2 separate regions of the Canis lupus genome follow, and region 2 is linked to region 1. The links are chromatin contacts, called in public Hi-C maps. All regions are on one chromosome and are shown on one strand. The core of a region is the stretch at or near the end of the contact, and the rest is flanking DNA. Distances in the headings are between cores, read along the strand shown. Region 1 has its middle 29 kb from the start of MAB21L3. Region 2 has its middle 64 kb from the start of CD58.

Region 1 (3,788 bases), core at 1,211-3,710:
TTAACCTTCCAGAATGTGACTTCATAGGGAGAAGAACGTGGCCCGAGCATCAGAAGGCCTCAGTTCAGGTCCAGGCCCTGCCATGAAGTGAAGCAAATGATGCAGCAAAATCATTCATTCATCCCTTCATCTAGCCATTTATATAACAAATATTCACAAGCTATGCACCAGGCACAGTTCCAGGTGCGAGAGATACAGCAGTGAACAAGACGACTCTGTCCATGAGAAGCTTACATTCTAATCAGGAACAGGCAACCCACTATGGGGAGAGTCAAGCAGGGTGAGGGCACAGAGCAAAGGGGTGCTACCTGTTAGACTGGTCAGGGAAGAGCTGGCGATGTCAGCATGTGGACCAAGGGATTTCTGAACAGAGGGGCAAGCAGGTGCAAAGGCCTGGGGCAGGAACGAGCTTGTGTTTGAAACAAGGCAAGGAAGGTAGCATCCTGTGGCCCAAATGGAGTGAAGGTGAGAGGTGGCAAGCAAGGGCAGAGAGAAGGGCAGGAGGCAGATCATATGGGCTGTGTGGGCTGCAATGGGGAGTTTCGATTTTTTTTTTTTTCCAAGAGGGATCAGAAGCTACTAAAGGGTTGGAACAGGGAAACACAATTTGATTTGTATGTCAAAGAGACGACCGGGTCTTGTGGGAAAGACTTGGGTTGGGTGGGGTAGGGGGCAGAAGTGGGAGCAAGGAACCCAGTGAGGAAGTCCCTGTAAGGAAGACCCTGTAGCACTCTAGAAAGGGGAGGGGGTGCCTTGGCCTTCAGTGGGAGCAGTGTGGAGGGCATGGGGATGTATACTCAGACTATATTTGGAAAGGACAGCCAAGAGGATTCACTGGTGGACCGAAGATGTGGGGTGATGGAAACAGAGGCTCCAGGATAACGCGTGGGTTATGGTTGAAGCAAATGGTTGGACAATGCTCTACTTATTGAGTGGGGGCAGGCCGGAGAAGAGAGTTGAGAGTTCAGTTGGGAACTTTATAAATTTGAGCAAATCATTTTCTTGCCTCTCTTCTGGTCTCTCCCTTCTCACTTATACAAGGAAGGTCTGTATAGGTCACCAGTTGGTCACCAGGATCACCTCTGTGGTGATGACTACTTTCCCTAAGTCTTGCACTTCCCATGCCTTTTAAACCCACTAACATATTCTGAATTCAGAGAAAAGAAGCAACAGTACTCTTGTAATTCTCTTTTCAGGAAAGGGAGAGAGAGATCCCACAAAAACAGGTCCCCATGTCCAAGAAGGGTCCTGTCCATGCTGATGCCCTGACAACCATGCCAGTGGACCAGGGTGGAAAGGCGAGGGAGCAGGGGTGACAAGTCAAAGCACAGGACACAGATGAGGAAGAATTACAAAAAATGTTTGACTCACTAGAGTCTGATTTGGATTTCAATCCCTATGTTGCTTAGGTTTGCAGTTTAGAAGTTTCAGGGCCTTCTGGAGATAAAAAAGAAGAGGAGGAAAGGAAAAAAGGGGGGAAAAAGCATTTTAGACTTTCAGTTATAAGCCAGCTCAAAGTTTATGATCTGAGCCCAAACAGTTCAACCTGTCTGAACCCCCAGGTAGCTGCACTCTAAATGTGAAGACCTCTACCATGTCTTCAAGTGAGAGAATTCTGATCTATCATTTTGAAGGAGAGAAAAAAAAAGTCACAAAGATGTCTAAGAAGCTTGAGACCTGAATGGATAGTTTCTGAAGGAGTTCTACAAACATTTTTTATTCAATATATTATTTATTGGTCATTTTAATATGTGTCCAGGGTTGTAAAAATATAACCCTGAAAATATAAATGAAGTCCCTTTGTCAGAGATTTCACTCTAGTGGGAAATGGTAGATAGATAGATAGATAGATAGATAGATAGATAGATAGACAGACAGACAGACAGGAAGAAGAAAGGAAGAAAGGAAAGAATGTCTAGGTGGTGCTGAATGCCATGCAGAGAAATAAAGATGAGCAGGAGGTTGAACATATCAAAAATGGGGTAAGGAGGGAGTATGGACCAGTGATACTAGTTCATAGTAGGAGGTTAGGGAAGGTCTTCAGATGGAACAACAAGCAAAACGTCCTAAGGTGGAGTCATGCCTGGAATATTCTAGAAGAGCAAGATGTGACTGGAAGTGGGTGTGAGAAAGGAGAGGAGGAGGAGAAAGGTTCAGGATGAGTGGGATGGGAAGTGACTGGAGGATTGGGATCAGAGGAGTTACATGATTTGAAAAATGGAGAGGACCCAGATTATGAGTGGTGGACAGAGACCAGGGACTCCCTAGGATATCAGACACCACATCAGGATACTTGGAGCTCTAAAGCAATCAGGCGTATTTGTTCCACCAAATGCTCAAACCAAAATCATCATGAGAAGCCAGCTCCATTGCTGCTGGAAGCTCCATTTGTCTGTGCCCTGCAGGGTTACTGGTCATCTGCTGTGTGCCACATACTGGGGATACCATGGGACAAAAGACATTCTCTGTGTGTGTGTGTGTGTGTGTGTGTGCATGCATGTGTGTGTGTGTGTGTGTGTGTGTGTGTGGTGGGTAGTGGCAAGCAGGCTAGAATCCAAATCCAGGGTCACAGTAGCAGATAACAAGGGACAGGGAGTGATAGAAGCCAAACCCCTGCGGTCCTTGTTGTGAGAAAAAAAGGTATTGGTTAACTTTTGACTTTAGCCTATAGAATTAGTCTATATGTACAAACAGCCTTGGTAACCATTAAAAGGACAGAAAGCGTATGGACCTTACGAACTAGTAAGGGGGGGAAAGAAACTGAAAAAAGGGAAAAAAAACACCTCAATTTTGTACTTAAAAGGACAAGATGGTGGGGCGAGAAAAAGAAGGTTTAGAAAATGGGTCACAGAGAAAGTACAGGAGTAGCAATAAATCCAAATGTGTTAGTCATCAGAATAGATATAAATGGATTAAACATTAGAAGTCAAAAGACTTCAATTGTCAGATGGGATTTTTTTTTAAAGAAATCAGCCATTTATAATAGACAAAGTGATCAGCAATGTAAAGATACAAATAGGTTGAAAGCTAACTGATGGAAAATTATAAAGTTGGGCAAATCAAGTGGTGGTGTCCTGATATTAACATCAGACAAAAATCAATGTTTACAATAGTTAAAGAGTCACCTTATAAGGATAAAGTCTTCAGTTTACTGGGAAGATATAAACATTCTAGCCCTGTATGCCCCTAACAATATAATCTGAAAAGTATATTAAGCACAAGTTGTCAGCATTATAAGGAGAAATAAAAAAATCCACACTCATAACGGGAAATTTTAAAACGACTCTCTTAACAAATGTTGGAAAATGCAGCCAAGAAGAAACCTGAAATATATACAAACTTTGAGCAATGCATGATCTGACTGACATTCCTTGCACCTTGTATCTAAACTCACACACTGCATCCTGTGCATTGACCAATGCAGAAGCGCTAGGTGAAAAGCTAACCTCCACCAGCATCAAAGGATTGGGACCTTCAGACCACTGTCTCTTTTTTTTTTTTTTTAAGACTTTCAAAAAGATTTTTTTGAGGGATGCCTGGGTTGCTCAGTGGTTGACCATCTGCCTTTGGCTCAGGTCATGATCCCGGGGTCCTGGGATCAAGTCTCACATTGGGCTCCCTGCATGGAGCCTGCTCCTTCCTCTGACTATGTCTCTGCCTCTCTTTATGTCTCTCATGAATAAATAAATAAAATCTTTTAAAAAATAAAGATTTTATTGTTTTATTATTTGAGAGAGAGAGAGAGTATATGCATGCGCATATATAGGAGAGCATGCAAGAATTGGGGG
Region 2 (4,063 bases), core at 811-3,310, 330 kb before region 1:
ATCAGAGACCCGCGCAGCCTCTCTCTAAAAATCCATCGGTTAATCATTCAGTGCATGCTTACCAGCACCCCTCGGTAGTATGTTATGCTAAGCATTCCTGGGGCTCCAGGCGTTGCCCATGCCCTCGAGGTACAGAGCAGCTGGAAGTTTGCAGGTGCATGCACACGTGTGTGAGCAGAGCCATATTCTCTGTGAAGGCTAAGCAAGGGGCACGGGCAGAGAGTCTCCAGAGAGAAAGAGCAATCTCCTGGGATTTCCTCCTTGGGAAATCTTCACTGGAAAGTGGAATTTGCGAGGTGAGAATAAAAAGTGTGGGAGGCGGGGGAGAAACCCAGCGTGCAGAAGCGCCCTGCCAGTAGCTGCCACCAGGGAGCGCTGGTCTCAGAGGCCCGCCGGGCACCCGCTGGGAAGGGGAACATTTTCTGATGCTGGACTTAACACTTGACGTTTGAATCCTGGGTCTGCCATTGAATAGCTGGCGAGGCCTGGCCAGACTTCTTAACTTCCTAAATGTCCTCATCTGTAAAGTGGGAAAGGGAATAATGCTACTCTCCGGGTTGACAACGGCAAGGCCCCCAACACTTAGTGGGCCTCCAGGGATGCTGGTCCCTTCCCTTGCTGGCCAGCGAGAAGGCTGCGTTCGAGACTGAAGGGAATAAATATTCCAGAAGTCCTCTGACTGCCCTTGCAGGGGTAAATACACAGATTGATCGGTGGGGGGGAAAATGTTCTCTTCCAGCCTGTGGGGTGAGTTGACCATGCACGCCTGTCTCCGGATGTTTGACTTCCTGAAGCTTCCCCGAACAATGCCATCTCTGTCTTGGCACCACTGGCAAGCAGTCCCATGAGATCCAGGTTCTTGTCACATGTCCTTTTCCTGGAGTGAGTCACTAGAGAATTGGGCTGTCGTTATAACCTTCACCAGCTCGGGGAGGTGAAAGTGGATTGGAATGAACACAAACACAGTACAACTTGGTGGTTAATGTTCCTTTCCATCAGCATTTTGCCCCAGGCCTTAACCTTGCCACTTGAGAAAGTAGGGTCGCATAATGAATGAGATAAACCCAGTGACCCCTTGTGATCCACTAACAAAAGGCCTTTCAGTAGCCCCAGGTCCAAAGTCTCATCTATTGTAATAAAACCTAGCCAGTTACAAACTGGAGCCAGAGTGGGTGATCCTGGTGAGACTTCTTAGCCCCAACAATCAGAAAAAGCCGTTTTGGTACTTCCCCGAGGAAAAAAGGTGACAATGACCAGAGAAGGGGAAAATTGAAGTAACTGATAGAAAGACATACAGAATTTAAACTTTGAAAATTGAATGCATGTGTTCCTCGTTTGGATGAATAAACAGAAAATCATTTTACGACGGCAAGCATGAAAGTGAACACACCAACCTACATAGGCCTTGCATTTCCCCAAGCTTCATATAAGCTTGGGAGCCATGGTGTGTTTAACCTGGGCAGCTGACACGGTGGAACCAAAAAGTAGTAGCTGGGAATCTGGAAGGTTTAAGTGCCACCTTCCACTCTGGTCATGTGACCCTGGGCAGGCCCCTTGCTTCCCTGGGATCGAGGGTCCTCAACTGAAAAATGGTTTGTCTAAGTAATTGGCAGTTTCCTTGACTGCCTCTCCCCCACACAAAAGGCTTTGATTTTCATAGCTACTCCTGTGAGCTAAAAAAAGAAAAAAAGAAAAAAAAAGAAAAAAAGAAAAGAGGAAGGGGAATGACCTTAATCGCTACCAGTCCTGAGCATCACTCCCCGTGAAGCCCCTCAAACACAAGCCCAGGAAGGCAGAAGGGGCTCCTCTTTTGTGGAAACCGTGGACCTACATTTGTATATTCTGACAGAGCCCAAATGTTTGCTCCCAGAGGGCTGTAAATGGTCGCCCAGCTTTGTGACTCGCCATGGGCTCACAGGTCATTGCATGAGCTGTTGGAACTCACACCCAGTTTCCATGCAACTCTAGCTCAACTTTGCCAGTCAGTCTACAAACCTCTGGGTCACGGCCATGGTGGGTGCTAATGCCAGCCGCTGGCCAGGGAACCAAGACCAGCAAGGAAGCATGGCCCCCCAGCCCTGTGACAGCTGACATTCTAGAAGGGAATGCAGAAGGATGCGTGGTGCAAGCCTAACAGAAGCCTAAAGTGCTGTGACAGCACTGGGGAGGTGAGAGCAGTCCCAGCTTGGGTTAGGCTTCGTGGAGGAGGAAGACTTTTACCTGGATCTACAGGACAGGCAGGATGGAGACAGGCTGAGGCCGGGGGAGCATGCCAGCAGATGAAAGTGCAGCAGGAAACGCAGTGGCTGGAGAGCACGGGTCATACTCAGGGGTGGCTGGCAGCCCTTTCTTGCTGGAGCTTCAAGTGTGAGGGAGACAGCTTAGAAATTCAGGCATAGGCTGATTCATAGAAAGTGTTCCGAATTCCAAGGAATTTGGACTTTGGGGCAGGACCTGGGGTATCATGACCATTCTTTTTTTTTTTTTTAAGACTTTATTTATTCATTTGATTGATAGAGGAAGCATGAGCAGAGAGAGCAGCAGAAGGAGAGGGAGAAGTGGACTCCCAACTGAGCAGGGAGCCCAATGCAGGGCTCAACCCCAGGACTCCAGATCACGACTTAAGCCCTAGCAGACACTGAACCGACTGAGCCACCCAGGCGCCCCTATCGTGGGCATTCTCGAGTAGGGATGTATCCTGGCAAGACTTGTACCTGGAAGAGAAATCTGCCAGCAGGACACCTTGAAGGGGAGCCAGACGGGGGCAGAAGGAACAATGAGGGAATTATTTCCATAACCCAGACTGGTGGTGGTAGAGCTGCAGCGGGGACACCCAGGTTGGGAAAGGAGGGAAATTTTGGAAAGATGCTGTGGAGGCAACAGAGTGGGGTTCTGTGCCTCATGAGATGTGGAGGCCGAGAGGATGTAGCAGAGGAAATCCTCTGCTGGGCCCCCCTGGACTCACAGGACAGCTTATCCCAGGGCTGGGGGGGCGGGGTGTAGAGGATAGTCTAGAAGTACCTTAGGCCGTGAAGTGAACAGGCTTAGGGAAAGGCACTGCTCTAGTGACTGTGAGTTATCCCTCCAACATTTTACAAAGAGAAGCCCTCATTTTTAGCCTCCTACTCCCACTCTGAATAAAGGCACTTTCTACCTTAAGTCTTGCAATTGGTCGGTCATGTGATCATATGACTTTATCTGGCCAGTGAATTTGTAACTTGAAGTGTCAGAATTTTGGCAAATACAGTTTTCCTGCTGGTTAGAAGGCAATATGACTTAGGAAGATTTAGGTCTTGCAGTTATAATCAAATTTGAGTCTTTTCTGAACTTATATATTGGATGTTGTGTGTGTGCTTATTTATTTTATAACTGGATACTTCTACCTCTTAAACCCTATACACGGATATGGGGATGTTCCATATCCTGAACATCTTAAGTGGCCAGGAACGCATTTACAGAAAATCTGGGTCGCTTCTGCGGGTGTCCACTGTTTCCCTAATGCTTTTACGTTCAGGGAGCCACCTTATTGCTCTGTGTGTTCTAGGAGATACTTTGTTCTGGGTACTGACTGCAGAAGACAAGCACAAAAAAGTAGCCAAAAGGAAGCTGATGTCAAAGTTTAGCTGCTGGGGAGGACAGAGGGGCCAATTCCCACCTCCTAGCCCTGGGTAGGACACCCAGAGGTGCAATTGGTTTTAGGAGGGAAATGGCAAGATCACCTCCCTGCCTACTAAGGTTGTGGTTCTAACCAATAACTGGGAGTAGTTGAGCACTTACTTTGTGCCTGGAAATATTCTAAGATTTAAGTGCATCACCTCAAAAAATAAATAAATAAATAAATGCATCACCTCACAACTCCGTTCAAGGTAGCTACTACTATTACCCCCACTTGCAGACAGGGAACCCAGGAATGAGGAGGTGAAGCTCATTGCCAGCCAGTTAGTAAGCACAGGAACTGTCACTCAAACCCAGACGTTTCTGATGCAGAGCCCATAATACGACATTAGTTCTTCTAGGGGAGTTCCCCACGAATTCCTCGACAAATTCCCTTTTACCTGAATGT

What was found. A called contact is a pair of places that touch in the nucleus more often than the background predicts.
Region 2: a Hi-C map of amygdala shows a contact between it and region 1, with 5 times the contacts expected there. The contact joins two enhancer-like sites. A contact is called at or near these places in 6 of 9 Hi-C or Micro-C datasets (amygdala, blood, liver and 1 more).

What each region holds. Positions count from the first base shown.
Region 1 is chr17:54,138,348-54,142,135 of UU_Cfam_GSD_1.0, reverse strand. No RefSeq gene overlaps it. Among named protein-coding and RNA genes, the nearest start is that of MAB21L3, 29 kb to the right of the region's middle. Within about 2 kb of position 2,460, at least 2 of the 20 cell types and tissues checked have an H3K27ac peak or open chromatin away from gene starts, as enhancers often do.
Region 2 is chr17:54,472,383-54,476,445 of UU_Cfam_GSD_1.0, reverse strand. No RefSeq gene overlaps it. Among named protein-coding and RNA genes, the nearest start is that of CD58, 64 kb to the left of the region's middle. Within about 2 kb of position 2,060, at least 5 of the 20 cell types and tissues checked have an H3K27ac peak or open chromatin away from gene starts, as enhancers often do.